Regions from separate parts of the Oryctolagus cuniculus genome. Here region 1 is linked to region 2. Evidence: chromatin contacts called from public Hi-C data. All regions are on one chromosome and are shown on one strand. Each heading gives the region's core, a stretch centred on a gene start, on an enhancer-like site or on the middle of the called end of the contact. The rest is flanking DNA. Distances are from core to core; before and after follow the strand shown. Region 1 overlaps SYNPO2 (synaptopodin 2). Region 2 overlaps SYNPO2 (synaptopodin 2).

Region 1 (4,802 bases), core at 2,260-4,759, 54 kb before region 2:
ATACAAATCCCGCGGCTTACTTCCCTTCATTGCTACTTTTGCTCTTACTCATTCCCGTCTAGTCAACCTTTCCCTTATATTTGTGAAGAAAGTCCTTTACTATATTTCCCTTTCCGGTTCCTATGCTCTGTGCCTCTCTTCACCCCAGATTTCTTCAAAGAAGGGTCCCCCACATCCTTGCCCCCCTTCATCTGTCCTGCCCTTGGGGGCTCATCAGTGACCTGCTCATTTCCAGGTGGCCCAGTGGTTTCTGCTGTGCTCTGCTCTTTCTTACTGAACCACAAGCCTCCTACCATGATGATGATATTGACCTGAAGTACTCCCACCCCTCTCCCCCCTTTTTTTTTTTTTTTTTTTTTTGGACAGGCAGAGTGGACAGTGAGAGAGAGAGAGACAGAGAGAAAGGTCTTCCTTTTTGCCCTTTGTTCACCCTCCAATGGCCGCATCGCGCTGATCCGAAGCCAGGAGCCAGGTGCTTCTCCTGGTCTCCCATGCGGGTGCAGGGCCCAAGCACTTGGGCCATCCTCCACTGCACTCCCTGGCCACAGCAGAGAGCTGGGCTGGAAGAGGGGCAACGGGGACAGAATCCGGCGCCCCAACCGAGACTAGAACCCAGTGTGCCGGCGCCGCAAGGCGGAGGACTAGCCTAGTGAGCCACGGCGCCGGCCCCCTTCTCCCTTTGAGATTCTTTCTTCACCTCCCTTCCACCATTGCTGCCCAGTCTCTGCTGCCCCACTTCTAGTTCCTCCTTACATGCGGGGATTTTTGGCACTTGGCCTCTTTATCTTCTATGCATTCTTCACTGAGTTCATCTAATCCTGCAGCTTTAATGACCACTGTCCCTTTGCTATTGACTCCCCACTATATATTTCACCTCCATTCCAAGCTGTGTGCCCTTCCCCTCCCCCCAGTGCAATATTTGACACTTAGGCGTCTATTTGCATTACCTCAAGCAAAAATTCCCAAAATAGGAGCAGGAATTGTGGTTCAGCAGATTAAACTGCTGCCTGGAATGCGTAGTTCCCACATTAGGATGCCTGGGATCAAGTCCTGCCTCTGCCCCCTGGATGCCTGATTAATGCACCTGGAGGGCAGTAGATGATGACCAAGTGCTGAGTTCCTGCCATTCACGTGGGAGACCCTGATGAAGTTTTTAACTCCTGATTTCAGCCTGGCCCAGCCCTAGCTGTTGTAGGCAGCTGGGGAATGAACCAGTGGGTGAAAAATTTCTTTCTCTCTCAGTCCCTGTGCCTTTCAAATAAATAAAAATGAATAAACGGTTTTTTAATTTTCCAAAATAGAGTTCATCTTTCCTGCACAGCCTCCCCATCTCTGTGTCCCAAACTAACTTCCCCCTCCTAACCATTCCTAAAGTCTAGGATCAAGTCATCTTGGACTCCTGCTTTTGTATGTATGTGGTTTGGGCATTGAAAGTGAAGGACTATGAAATGTCCGTTCAGGATCTGCTTTATGTATACGCCCACAGTGCTCTGCTTCAAACTTTCCTTCCATCAGCTAGACGTTTGAAATGATCACCAAACTCAAGCCTCTGTCATTAATCTCTCTCTTCCCCACCCCAGTCCAACCAATATTTGGCCCTCGGCTATTTTTGCAAGTGATCCTTCCTATTCAAAAGAAGTTGGTGACATTAGTTGCTTCCAAAATAAATGGCTAGAAGACAGAAATGGAACGAAGCAGAAATTTACCTTATGCACCATCTTGTCCTTTTAAAATTTTGTATCCTATGAAAATGTTAGCTGTTATTAATAATGTTTGAGGTAAGCATTAAATATTAACTATTCAGTTAAAAATTAAAACGTTGCCTTAAGAGCAAAGTCTGACGTCTTCATCCTGTCATTCAAAGTCCCCTAAGCAGTGGCCAGAGCCCACTTTTCTAGCCTTCTCTTTTGCTCTCTCTGCCTCCTGTCTCCATTCTAACACGTTCCATAGGCAACTCTTATGCCATCACTCTGGATTCTTAGACTGCTTGTCTTCCAGGGGTGGGGAATGTAAGGCCTGTGGGTCTTACAAGGTCTGTAGAATCATTTGGTCAGGCCCTGAGAAGGCAACTGCAGGAGGTAGTTGAAATTCAATAAATCTGTAGCAGACTGATTTTTAAGTTGATCATTGTGTATGGCCCGTGAATGATGTTATAAATAAACAAATGGGAGCCTGCGCTGTGGCTTAGTGGGTTAAGCTGCCATCTATAACACCAGCATCCCATATGGGCACCGGTTCAAGTCCCAGATGCTCCCCTTCTGATCCAGCTCCCTGCTAATGTGTCTGGTAATGCGTTGGAAGATGGCCCAAGTGCTTGGATGCTGGCTTCAGCCTCCATCCATTTGGAGAGTGAACCAGCGATAGAAGACCTTTCTCTCTCTCTCTCTCTCTCTCTCTCTCTCTCTCCCTCTCTCTCCATAACTCTGCCTTTTAAATAAGTAGATCAGTCTTTTAAAAAAATCCAAATGAACCTTGGTAGGAAAAGACTCCCTACCTCTGGGCCATCATGTCTACCTGTGGTACCCTTCTACATCACAAATGCAGTCCTAGCTTCCTTCCAAATTCACTGCATATAGCACCAATGCCAAAGTGCTTTCTCTCAGCTCATAGCATTTAGAACCACTCCTTCCCTCCTAAGCCCTTGATGATCCAAGTCAGCCTGTTTTGTAGTTCCTTGTGCACATAACTGTTCTTATCCTTGTCTATTTTGCATCCATTAGGTCAATGCTTTTCACAGGATGAACACTCAGGAAGTGGTTTCTGAATGTTTGGTCCCAGAGACACTGAGAAATCCAAATTAGAGCAGTTTGGATATAAAATCCAGTGTCATCTTTGGGCCATCACTGGTGTCTGTCATTGCCGTTACCATGTACAGAGCTTGATGGTCTCCCTTTACGTCAATACTTCTCTGGGTGTGGTGCTAGACTTCTTGCTACAGGAACCTGTGGCTAGCTTGCTAAGATACAGGTTCCTGGCTCCAGCTGTGACCTACTAGTTCAGAGTCTGGGGGGTAGGATTTGGCACTCTATGTACAAATCAAATGTCCTAGTGATCCTTATGCACACTAGAGTTTGAGAGCCGCTGCTCCAAGGGGGGTTGCAGGGTTTAGGGGAAAGATTTTAAAGACAGAAAATTCCTGAGGTTTCTTCATCCTGATTCCATTTGTCTGCTCAGCGTTCCTCAGCTTCTGCCAGTCCTCCAGCCCTGCTGCCCAGCCTGTCCCCTGCGCCTGGCCGTGCCTCATGCTCCTGGAACGTGGTTTGCCCTCTGTCTCTCCTTTCAGGAGACTGACAGCTGAGCTGTCAAGCTTTGGCTCCTTGCAAAAGCTGTCGTTGGCTCCTCTTGATTGGAGAAGGGAACCTCAGACTTCACCGGTAATCTTGTCTTTTCTTTCAGTCTTCTCTTCTTCTTTGTGACTACTACAGGAAGGTGATTATCCACTGTGTGGTAGAAATGACGATCCTGTGGCAGGAAAATTTTGAGACTTGCCTAAGCTGCTGACATATTAATAGAGTTAATGTCAAAGCCCTGCCATTCAACTTGGCGTGCCCAGTGACTGCTTTGTCAATCAGTAAGTCAATCAATTAATCAACAAGTATTTACTGAATGCTGGGTACATATCCAGAGTGTCTTATTTAACATCTGCTGCCTGGGCTGAGCCCTGTGCACAAGTCTGTTCAGTGTCCTTATGTTATCCCTGATCTAGGATCTAATTCTGTGCCATGTCATCCACATTTGGCTATCTGTGGTCAAGGCAGGTTGTTGAGCTGTTTTTCACATGAACACCATTGTTTACTACATAATTCTGTAGCCGTTCATAAAGTGGGGGGGAACAGGGAATAAGCCAGCTGTTCAGCCTGCCTGTGAGACTGGCTATTTAGCAATCTTAGCTTGATGGTGCACCTCCAACTGTTGGGTTTTCCTTGTTTGTCCATTGAATCAGGATTAGAAATTCTACAGACAAGTGTGTGATTTGAGACACAATCTTTCTTCCCCTCTGCTTGTCCATATACAGATAAAAACCCTGACCCAAGGTATAAAAGACCTTTGTTCTTAAAATTTGAGGTCTTTTCAAAGCTTAACATTATTATTTAAACCCACCATATGACCCCAACCCTTTCTAAAACTGACTCAGCCTATAAAATACTCTCACACCACATGACACATTTTCTCACACTATATTTTCAAACAGTCACAGTGGAAACTATAACCATAAATGTACAACCCAGAAATCCAGTTCAGTCTTTTGCTTCTTTTCTGCTCATTTACTCTTTTATGAGCTCAAGATTGTAAAATAAGTTCGGCATGTTTAAAAATGTCAACTCAAACTGGAGTTTGGAGGCCAAGGTTCCTGGAGGTTAGCACACATTCTGCTAGGTCACCCTGAGTAAGACAAACAGGAACTCCGGCAACACAGATAACCAACAGAGAGCAAGTGTCTGTGCAACACCACCATGGAGAAGATCTAAACATTTTTTGGCCTTCTTTATTTCTAAGATTTCATGTGGTTTTAAAAAGTCAACGGAAACTTGACCCTCATTGGCATTGATGATAATAAAGGTGTCTCTGGAAATGTCACTGGCCCATTCCCAGCTTTATAGATGACAAGAAGCATCTGTGAACAATTGCACTATCTTCCACTCGGTGATTTAGTCCAGGATTCAGACTTCCAGGTTTTATTTGGGATTAATTTAAACCACTATGGGTGGCAGAGAACAGTTCTGTACTGAGAAGGATTCTGGCTGGGAATTTTACTTCCCACATTGTTCCACGTTCTATTTCAGGTTGAGTGGTGCACATGC
Region 2 (4,706 bases), core at 506-3,005:
GCCTCTCTCCAGGCACCATTTGTAGTCTGAGCATTGCTGGTTTTTGTTGTAATGATGGTTGGTTGAGTAGTTGGTTGGCTGGTTATGGGACTTGGAGAGGCAGTTTTTGCTTTGTTTTTAACAACTTGCATCTTCCTCTGTCCTTTGTTAGCTTTATTTCTATGTAAAGCACCCATGAAGTCCGTTTTCGTTGTCAGCATAATGGCAGCAGTCATTTACTGAGTGCCTGTGTTGTGTTAGACGCCCTGTGGGCATCATCCTAAGGACTCCACTGCATGGTTTATACTGGCACTGAAATATCGACTACAGTGTGATCATAATCACTGACTTTATGCAGTTTTGTAAACAAATTTCTTTTTCCATGACTTTCCCCTTATTAATGTTTCCAACCTCTCTTCCTGGTGAGGATGGTGTGCCATAGTGAGAATGCATGCTTGAGATTCGAGCAGGAAGAAAGGTTAATGCAAGTTTAGCACACACACCACCCCCCTTACAGGAGGGCACACTGGATCACAGAACTGGTGAGGTTGCCACTTTAATCTTGGACTATTTGCGGTTTTATTTCTAACGTTTTAATAATAGACACACTCTGTTTTGAGAGAAGATATACATTGTTTCTGCATGTGGATAGTAGATAGCATATACAGCATACACTTATAGGATTATATGTTATAAGACATATGTGGGCTGTTACTCTAGAGCATGTGAAACTTTGCATTTCAAAATACATCTTGTATGAGTTAGTAACATGTATCATGCCTTTGCATTAACTATTTCATTTAATCTTCACAAGAAGTAACTCAATTTTAACCATAGCAAAATCAATCCGAGTTACAAACAGTTCCTTAAAATAAGCCAGGGCCACTGAACTGCTCTGGGGTAGTGCTGACTTTCAGGAAGCAGGCCTCGTGGGACAGCTGGGATATCACACAACCTGAATTCTAGCCTGGTGCCAAGAGTCGCATCTGAGACATGGAAAACTATTGATTTCCATTTACTGATCTACATTAAAGGAGTGAGGTGGAGTAAGGAGGATTTTCCCAAATGCAGCAGTGCGGTTAGACCTTTGAAGGTTGGTTTGCTGCTGCCAGGCATGCCAAGCCTTCTATGTGGTTCTTTCTCAGTGAAGCCACTTGAGAGCAGAAGACACGTGGCTGCTAAGTGTCTCAGTCTGGAATTTTTATTTTATTTTATTTTTTGACAGGCAGAGTGGACAGTGAGAGAGAGAGACAGAGAGAAAGGTCCTCCCCCTGCCGTTGGTTCACCCTCCAATGGCCGCTGCAGCCAGCGCACCGCGCTGATCCGAAGCCAGGAGCCAGGTACTTATCCTGGTCTCCCATGGGGTGCAGGGCCAAAGCACTTGGGCCATCCTCCACTGCACTCCCTGGCCACAGCAGAGAGCTGGCCTGGAAGAGGGGCAACCGGGACAGAATCCAGCGCCCCGACCAGGACTACAACCCGGTGTGCTGGCGCCGCAAGGCGGAGGATTAGCCTAGTGAGCCGCGGTGCCAGCCTCAGTTTGGAATTAATCTTCCAAATAAAACCTTCATTGCTGTGTATAGTTTTATATACTTACAAATTAGAGACCCTGTAAGCACCTACATTCTAAGAGTGAATTCCTGAGATCAGTGGTGCTGTTTGATGAGTCACCACCAACTCGGCAGGAAGCATATTTGAAGTCACCATCATCAAAAAGAAGTGTTTTCTGAACAGCTAAATGCTTAAAATGCTTCCCAAGGGAAGTGGTGGGGTGTGTGCTCATTCTCTACTGAAGTCAGGGCTGTTGAGTTTGTTTTTAGACTTTTTTGATAAGTTCATGAGAAAAGGATGTAAATTCTAAGAACCCACATTGTATTCCCAGAGGTACTGACCCTCGCTGGTCTTATGTCCCCAGTCTCATTGGACTCGGGGGGACTCAAAGACCCATGCGACACTTTGGTGCTGCTGAGTTCATCAACAAGTGTTCTGGGAAAAACAGAACTGAATTCTTCTCTAGACTTCCCACCAGGGTTGGCATAGGGCCACAGGCAAACTAACAAATTCCCACAGGACCCAAACTCCAGGCAGAATTGGTGGAAGAGGTCAGTCTCTTGTTTATCCTGCTATGGTTCTCAAAAATATGTACAGAAATTAGAGGTCAGTCATCTGTGACTGTCAGGTCCATGACAGCCCACCGTCCACAGGAGCCTATGAATCACAATCCCCCTTTCCTTGGTATAGCAGGTGCTGATCATTCCTGAACTTTTAAAAAATAGAATGTTTCTAGGTATGCACATGTGTACACTAAACTACCACTGGGCATTGGAAATTTTAGAACTACTCACAGGCAATTGAACTGAAACTTAATTAAAAATACTGATGCCTGCCAAACATTTCCCAGTTTCTTGATGTAATCAATGTTTTATCAACTAATAAAATGCATCTAAAATATAAAAAGTGAAAGGCCTATATAGGATTCTACAGTTAAGTGATTTTTTGGTTACTGATATATATATAATTTTTCAAGTTTTCTTTTGTTTTTATTGAAAGGCAGAGAGGAGAGCAGACAGAGAGAGCTCCCGTCTGCTGATTCACTCCCTGCGATGTCCACAAAGGCTGGGAGTTGGCCGAGCAATCCATGAGTTAAGAAGCTCAAGCCAGGTCTCCCAAGTAGGCAGTGGGGACCCAACTACTTGAACCACCCACCTTTCAGAATGTGTTTTAGCAGAAAGCTGGAATCAGGAGTTGCACTAGGACTCAAACAAAGACACTCTAATAAGGGACTTTGGCATCTTAACTGGCAAATTAACAAACAGACCAAATACCCACCTCTCGTTTTTGTTTTTTATTTAAAGCTCCTTACCATTTCCTTTGTATTAGTATTTTTTTAAAAAAGGTGTATTTATTTATTTGAGAGACAGAGTTACAGAGAGAGGGAGAAAGAGAGAGAGAGAAAGAACTTTCATCCACTGGTGCACTCCCCAAATGGCTGCAATGGCTGGAGCTGAGCCAGGAGCCAGGAGCTTCCTTTGGGTTTCCCACGTGGGTGGAAGGGCCCAAGCACTTGGGCCATCTTCCACTGCTTTCCCAGGCCATAGCAGAGAGCTGGATTGAAAGTGGAGCAGCAGGGGACTCCAACCAGCACCCATATGGGATGCCAGGTGCTGCAGGCAGAGGCTTAGCCCAGTACACCACAGCACCAACCCCTGTTTTTATCATTCTTGATGTATTTATCTTAGGTACATGTGCTTCATGACTGATGAAACAAATTCAAGATCCTTCATCCAAAGAGCACAAAGACCCTGCTTCCAGAGTACTCTCCTTCCTCTACCTGACAATAATACTCAAAATAATAGTGCTCAAGCGGCCATGGAGAAATCTGTGTTCACTGCTCCTACTTCTTGTGCCTTTTAACAACTATTAATGAATGGTTTCTTCATGAAAGAAATTTTAAAAACAAGAGATGCACATTCTAGGAATAAACAGAAAAATGTTCTCGAAAGTACCTAAAAAAAAAAAGCACATTGTTTTTTGTTGTCTTCCGGATACATTTTAGAAGTCAGGGCATCTTTGGTAGTTTTATTTAGTGGAATAATCTCTTTGTAAGGCCATCCAACAGACCTGAGCCAAGCTTTTGGGTCCAAGTCAGGATGACATGGGTGGGAAGGAAGCTGTGACAGTAATTCAAGCAACCTCACGAGGACTGAGGAAAAGATAAGAGGTGGGTTTGGGGAGCTCTTGTATTAATTTTCTATTGTATGCTGAGAACTGTGTTAAATATTTCACATAATAATAAGTACCTAAAGTGAGCTCAAATCTAGCCCCAGATTGTGCCAAAGTATCTTTCATAGATCACTGCTTTTTATCAATGGTCCTCATGAAATAGGAATCATTACTATCCCCATTTTCCTGATTAGAAATGGGATTCTAAGTACAATGACACTGAATAACTTGCTCATACAGTCATACAATATTAAGTATGAACCCTGGATTTAGTATGCAACATGCAGTTTTAAATACATATTTATCTATTTATTTGAAAGAGAGCAAGATCTTCCACTGCTTCACGCCCCAAATGGCTGCAATGGCCAAAGCTTGGCAGATAGGAAGCCAGGAGCCAGGAGCTTCATCTATGTCTCCCATGTGGGTACAGGGGTCCAAGTACTTGAGTCATCTTCCTTTGCTTTTTCAGGCACATTAGCAGGGAGATGGATAGGAAGTGGAGCAGCCAAGACATTACCAACTACGCCACAGCGCCAGCTCTGCAACCTGCATTTTTAATTTTGCACTGTGATTTCATTTCTCAGAATTATGCTGAAAAGAAAGATATTACTCCAGTTTTACAGAAAGGTATAAAGAGTTAAAAGAATCTAAGCTACTTGCCTAACAATTACTAAGCAATATATAAGTAGCAGATGAGGTTAGGCTTAGACTTTTGTGTGACATCCAAGCCATACTTCCTAGGGTACCGCCTGGTTTCCAGCCTTGTTAGACCCTCTGTAATCCCGCTTCCTGAAACTTCTTCACTGTTGAGTTGCCGGACTGAGCTACCACGAGAGTTCTGTGTTTGCTTTGTTGATGACTTTGACCACACTGAGTGACAGTAGGAAGGACCCCCCCTTTCCTAAGATTGCTCGTAAACTCACTTGCTCTGACAGCATGTTGGAGTGGAAAGCGATCTGAGGAAGCATCTATTTTCTAAGTTGAAAAGATGAATTTAACAGTGA

Evidence for each region. Hi-C and Micro-C count contacts between places; a contact is called where the count stands out from the background.
Region 1: a contact with region 2 is called in a Hi-C map of embryonic fibroblasts, with 4 times the contacts expected there. The contact joins two enhancer-like sites. A contact is called at or near these places in 4 of 6 Hi-C or Micro-C datasets (ear pinna, embryonic fibroblasts, psoas muscle and 1 more).

The regions. Positions count from the first base shown.
Region 1 is chr8:46,181,863-46,186,664 of mOryCun1.1, reverse strand. All of the region lies in intron 3 of SYNPO2 (synaptopodin 2), which reads left to right. Among named protein-coding and RNA genes, the nearest start is that of MYOZ2, 140 kb to the right of the region's middle. Within about 2 kb of position 3,509, at least 1 of the 8 cell types and tissues checked has an H3K27ac peak or open chromatin away from gene starts, as enhancers often do.
Region 2 is chr8:46,126,275-46,130,980 of mOryCun1.1, reverse strand. The region is part of intron 6 of SYNPO2 (synaptopodin 2); the gene reads left to right. Among named protein-coding and RNA genes, the nearest start is that of MYOZ2, 83 kb to the right of the region's middle. Within about 2 kb of position 1,755, at least 3 of the 8 cell types and tissues checked have an H3K27ac peak or open chromatin away from gene starts, as enhancers often do.